2 separate regions of the Zea mays genome follow, and region 2 is linked to region 1. A link is a contact called in public Hi-C data. All regions are on one chromosome and are shown on one strand. The core of a region is the stretch at or near the end of the contact, and the rest is flanking DNA. Distances in the headings are between cores, read along the strand shown. Region 1 holds the start of LOC541932. Region 2 holds the start of LOC103650866 (proline transporter 1).

The links. Hi-C and Micro-C count contacts between places; a contact is called where the count stands out from the background.
Region 2: a Hi-C map of leaf shows a contact between it and region 1, with 8 times the contacts expected there. The contact joins the promoter of LOC103650866 here to the promoter of LOC541932 in region 1. A contact is called at or near these places in 3 of 25 Hi-C or Micro-C datasets (ear, leaf and tassel).

Annotation. Positions count from the first base shown.
Region 1 is chr3:169,100,886-169,104,148 of Zm-B73-REFERENCE-NAM-5.0, reverse strand. LOC541932 reads right to left here and starts at 1,452. Exons shown (of 8, transcript NM_001111595.1): 1 at 1,321-1,452; 2 at 226-296. The coding sequence starts at 1,333.
Region 2 is chr3:169,282,427-169,285,689 of Zm-B73-REFERENCE-NAM-5.0, reverse strand. LOC103650866 (proline transporter 1) reads left to right here and starts at 1,602. Exons shown (of 8, transcript XM_008676456.4): 1 at 1,602-2,033; 2 at 2,135-2,359; 3 at 2,494-2,588; 4 at 2,692-2,878; 5 at 3,136-3,263. The coding sequence starts at 1,925.

The DNA of each region.
Region 1 (3,263 bases), core at 203-2,702:
AACTTTAGATATATACCATAGACCCCACATGTCATTGACTCATGTGGACCCACATGTAAGTGAGATAGTAATGGTATGGATCTAAAGTGGTGATCTTTTAATGGTATGGATCCAAATTTCCCATATATATATATATATATATATATATATATATATATATATATATATATATATATATATATATATATATATATATATATATATATCAGGGTAAAGTGCATAAACCTGTGAAAGGTGGATAACCAAGCCATCACCAACTTTGCAAGAAACCGTGGCTCCTGGCTTCACTTCTTGACCTGTATGATTATAAAAATCAATTCGGTAACTTAGTATTGCAAGCGAAGAAACAAAAAAAAACGAAAAAAAAACCACTTGATGCACTTTCTACCAAATCAAAAAATACAATTGTAAATAGGTCAGTTATGCCACAAATACAGCTTATGGTAGTTTTACATCAACAAAGAGGCATAACAAAATGCACCATACTGGTGGACAACCACAGAAATCTGACCATAGATGTCACACATACCAAACAGATTAGCCAAGTATGAATATAGTGACTAAGTAACATGTGACATATCCAACCAAGTCATTATATAGCCTTAGCAGTACCCACGTTGGCGTACCATAAATGTACATACATGTATCCACAGAATATAATCATTCTCGAGAGGGCAAAAATAGAACTTCCATGACAACTGCCAAAGGAGACAACAGACTCGTAAATATCCTAGACCGAAATTCTTGGAACAAATGTAGAAAGTGACATCCAAACACAACACACTACTTTTCAACATGAGTGTGGCAACGACTACTGTACAATCATATCTTATGTGCAAGCATGCGAACGAGCCTTCTGATCCAACCGTATGTCAAGTTTAACACTTAACCACTTCCACCACCAGCTCACGTAAATTTATTAAAAAAACTAACAAATCACAATTATATCTACGGTTCTCGCTTGCAATTAAAAAAGGACAGTACTTGTATGATAGATGCCTACTGCCAACCCAACGAGCTGAATCTAACTCCATCGCGACGACCTCAGTTGAATTCCAAAAGTAGCATAAAGCATATATAAATTGGCATCGGGACCTGGTATCACAGAACAAAAACAATCGGAGACTACTAACGGTACACGGGACACGGAGGCGTCTAGAAACGAAAAACCACCTGGAACGCGTAACACGCGATAACAATCGATCGGTCCCTCCCGCACTCACCAGAGGGGAGCAGTGGTTGAGAAACCGAGCCGCAAACCGCACTGAGCAGACAAAGATAGTAGCGATGGAAAAAGAGGGACGAAGTGCAAGTGGTTACCCCCGACCTCCATTGCGCCGACGGGGAAGTGGACGCACAGAACCCTAGTCGCGTGAGAGTCGGAGCTGGAGCGGGAGACGCCTCGGCAACCGGTGCGGGGTTTAGCGGCGGGGTCGAATTCGGAGAGGGAACAACAGGGAATACGGATACCATCTGATTCGTGAGAAATTTGGATTAACAGGGAATACATATACCATCAGATTCGTGACAAATTTGGATTTCTTCCGACTTAGAATTCGCTCAAATATCATTATGTAAACATGCTGCTTACAGACAAAATGCTATTTAAAGGATTATTTAAAACATAAAACTATTTAATTTTGATGTCAGTTTTTCATTGGACACTTTTGCCCCTGACAAAAAAAACACCTCGCTCTTTACCTGTGGGCAGGGCGGCCCTTGGGGTGGGCAGAGTTGGCGGCCGCTCAGGCCCCCGAAGTTACGGGCCCCTTAAATATGTATTAAATATAAGTATATAATGTGTGTTATGAATATTTAGTAATTGGTCTTGATCAAACATTATTCAATAGTCTGTTCGCTAGATGTAGCTGGTTGGAAATTTAAGAAACAAATCGATGAGTCTATTGCAGTCATAGAGAAAACAAATCATCGCAGACTCCTAACACGACGTGGTGACACCCTGAGTGCGTGTTCGATAGATGACTATAGTCGTAGCGTATAGTGTACTAATTCTTATATTATATGTTATATGTGTGTATTTTTCAATCTCATGAACTAATGATTGTTCATTGATATATTCTATATGGGATTTTAAAGTCAAAATTTTTATCCCAAACTCTTATTTATTTCGGCACCAAGATAAGAGATTTTTGAATGGAGTATTGTCTGCTACATGAATTTTCAAGAATATCTTAGAGGTGAATTGTTATCCTAATGTCTCTATTGCCTATCGAATCTTAGCCGTAATTTTTTTTGAAAACTAGAATTATTGAAAAACTATTTATGACCAACAATCATGTTTTAAAAAACTTTATATATAAATACATATTAGATATATAATATAGAGAGATAATAGGGGCCTCTAAATTAGTTTTCGCCTAAGGCCCCTAAAATGCTAGGACCGGCCCTGCATGTGGGCGCCTCTCTCTTCTCATCCTCATTTCGCGCTTGAACTGAGAGGCGGCGTCACTCAACATCCCTCGCAGTGCGATGGCGGCGCTTGGACCTCAACTTGCACCGACGACGAGCCGGCTCACCTCAGCATTCCGCCGGCAGTACTGGATGGAGTCTCGAACTGGCGCAAAAGCAAAGAAACACTAAAAGGCCCGGACTTTCGGTCTTCAAGACATTCCACCGGCGGAACTGGTGCAAAAGCAGGGTTTAGTGTAAAAAAACGGGACAGACACTAAATGAGCCGGTCCGGACCAGCCCGTCGGGCTTAGATCATTGTTCGTTCTTGGCCCGCTTATTTAGGCTCGGTCGGGCTAATTCCAAGCCAAAAAATCGTGCTTTGGACCAGGCTTCGGGACAATTATACATCTATAGTTCGGGCCCATCGCTTTGCATGTACAAATGCTCTAACGATTGCGTTCTTACATTACATCACAAGAGTTGCTATTAGGCTGACTCCGGACCGTGCATATGAACATACCAAACAATGTTTTGTATTGTAGACGATTATAAACAGTGAAATTTAAAATAAGGAGTGAAATAGAGTCTGCTAGAGTCTTAGGTGAATGTTGCCATAGGAGAAGCTGTTTGGAGAGCATCGCCAAATATATGGATTGTTTGCAGAGCACCGCCAAATATATGGATAGCCGTAAGTCTTAGGTGAATGTTGCCATAGGAGAAGCTGTTTGGAGAGCATCGCCAAATATATGGATTGTTTGCAGAGCACCGCCAAATATATGGATAGCCGTAAGTCTTAGGTGAATGTTGCCATAGGAGAAGCTGTTTGGAGAGCATCGCCAAATATATGGATT
Region 2 (3,263 bases), core at 353-2,852, 180 kb before region 1:
TATGACACATCGCTAAGAGAGTTATGTCCCAATAGATTTATTTAGGTTTCATCTTTATTAGAATGGTGAGTTTCAATATCAGCTCATCAAACGTGTCGTAACTTAATAGTCGACTTAAAGACATGCTATGTTAAGGAAACATAGGGTATAACCGCAGCTTAGAAGCAAATTAAACATGAAATACACCAGCGTGGTTAGCTCGTAGACCGACGACTGGCTTGTCAATGGGTCTGTTTGTTTCGGCTTCTGGCAGCTTCTGGCCACCAAAAGCTGCTACGGACTACCAAACACTCAGCTTTTCAGCCAGCTTCTATAAAATTCGTTGAGGCAAAAACCATCCAAAATCAACATAAACACATAATCGGTTGAGTCGTTGTAATAGTAGGAATCCGTCACTTTCTAGATCCTGAACCCTATGAATAACTTTATCTTTATCCACACGTAATCGTAATGATACTCAGATTCTCCACACAGCCAGATTCTCCCTACAGCCAGATTTTCAGAAAAGCTGGTCAGAAAAAAGCTGAACCAAACAGCCCCAATGGCTGGTGGGCCAACACGCTTATCAGTAGCTCAATAGTCGACTCAGGATAGCGGTAGCCAGGTTGCCGAGTAGACTGAGCCCAGCAGATTACCCAAAATTTACTCATATGTATTGTTTTGCGTAGCAAACTATAAATAAATCAATAAAATACGAGTCATACGAGTCCCTGCTATCCTATCGGCACCGACTGAGATGCTAGATGAGATGCTGGATCCTATCGGCACCGACTGCCATGTCCGTCATACGAGTCCCTGCTATCTGTCAGCTCTCTAAGTTCACTCTCGGTCGTTTAGACTTTCCGCAGCGCATGCCGCTCTACCTCCCTCTCCCCTTGCATGTCGGCTACAGGAGACCCCCTACGCCCGCATTGTTTGCCTCTACACAGCCCCCTAGCGAGCGGAGTTCTTCTCTCTCCCTCCAGTTCTGGCATGTCACTGTTCACGCGCCCTAACACTGTTTGGTACTGCGGCTGTGGGCCCGCGATGAATTGTTAGTAGATGAAAAGTTGATAGTGGATAAAAAGTAGGTATATAAAATGATATTTTATGGTTGTGGTGGGGTATAGCCTATAGGGGAAGTGTTTAGGGGGAACCGCTGCGGGAGATAAAAGTAGGGGATGAAATGTTGATGATGTGATACCAAAAGTGATATATGGGGAAAATTTTAAAGGGAACCACTACGGATAGTATTAAGGCTGACATATTGCTATTTTTTAATCGCTATATTCCCAATTAACCAATAAAATAATAATTTTGATAAAATCCGCCATCTCACGCAACCATTTTTTTCTGCCACCCAGCTAACGGACACAGAAAAGAAGGAGATGGCCGACGCGCGCAGATGGGAGAGACAGAGAGCAAGTTGGAACCGAGGACTACGACACAGTCACACTACGTTCTCCTACGTAACAGCAGCACGACGTTATAGCACTGAATCCGATGACGCGCCGGCCGGCCTGCCTGCAGTGGGGCTGTGGGGGTCGAGACCGACCGGAGAAGAGAAGGAAATCGCAACCGCTACACTAGCCCTTGTTTGGCTCTTCGCTATGTCGTATATGCGAGCGAGCTCTAGTGCCTCAACTTTCGAAACCAAAGGCGAATTGCCCTATCGGCTTTATCTTTTCTTTTCTATCTTGGACAGCCAGCTTTCAGTGGAAATAGACCCTTTGTTTCTTCTCTCTCTTTTTTTTTACCCTTGGTGTTCTATAGTAGTCTATACCCGTGAACGAATTAATGGGCAATCGTGGCTTTTCGCTTCTTCGTGCGTTGCCTGCCTATATATGCAGCGTGATGGGGGGCATGTCCCTCCGGCCTGGGCCGTTACTAGCTTAGCTCATATACGTACGTACGCAGGAAGGCTGCAAGAGAGAGGAGCAATATAATGGCTGGTTCTTCGATGGACACTGAAGCTGCAGGCAAGGAGCTCAAGCAGGGCAGCGGCGGCGGCGGCGGCTACACCATGCCGGCTACTGCTCATGCGGTGGACACAGGTATGTATGAAGCGAACGAAACATGCATGCTAGGCTAGCTGTTGTGATTTTTCTTCAACTATGGTTGTCATGTTGTCGCCTCTGCATGCATGCGCGCGCAGACTCGTGGCAGCAGGTGGGGCTGCTCCTGGTGATCGGCTTCAACTGCGCCTACGTGCTCAGCTTCTCCAACCTCATGATGGTGCCCCTGGGCTGGGCGTGGGGCGTCGCCTGCCTGCTGCTCGTCGGCGCCGCCGCGTGGTACGCCAACTGGCTCCTCGCCGGCCTCCACTTCGTCGACGGCCAGAGGTTCATCCGCTACAGGGACCTCATGGGCTTCATATTCGGTAAGCACGCATTAGCTTCGCTTAGCTAACTAAAACGTACGACACCTTTCATTTGGAAAGAGGGAGTGCCACCTCATACAGTATGTGTTTGTCTTCTTTTTTTATATATACGCTTTAATTTGTTTGTTCTCAAGGGAGGAACATGTACTACATCACCTGGTTCCTGCAGTTCGCAACTCTACTTCTGTGCAACATGGGCTTCATTTTGCTAGGAGCAAGAGCGCTCAAGGTAAACAAAAAACTGTATCTGACCAGTGGTGGAGACTCCTAGTAGTATATATATAGCAGTAAATTAGTAATACGTACTCGTGGTTATTGTTATTATTAACCAGGCAATCAACACGGAGTTTACCCACACCCCAGCCAGGCTGCAGTGGTTCATCACGGCCACGGGAATCGTTTACTTCGCCTTCGCCTACTTCGTGCCGACGATTTCTGCCATGAGGAACTGGCTCGCCACGTCGGCGGCGCTGACGTTAGCTTACGACGTCGCTCTGCTGGCTATCTTGATCAGAGATGGTGACACGGCTTCTCTCTCGCTCTCTCTCTCTCTCTCTCTCTCTCTCTCTCTCTCTCTCTCTCTCTCTCTCTCTCTCTCTCTCTCTCTCTCTCTCTCTCTCTCTCTCTCTCTCTCTCTCTCTCTCTCTCTCTCTCTCTCTCTCTCTCTCTCTCTCTCTCTCTCTCTCTCTCTCTCTCTCTCTCTCTCCTCTGCTGTTTTGGATCTCATTCTGCAATCTGCATGCGCTTGAATCTGCTGTCCTTTCGTTTCTCGTTAGGGAAATCGAACAAGCAGAAGGACTATGACGTCCATGCCGGATCCCAAGCCGAGAAGGTGTTCAACGCGTTGGGCGCCGTCGCTGCCATCCTCGTCTGCAACACGTCCGGGCTGCTCCCGGAGATACAG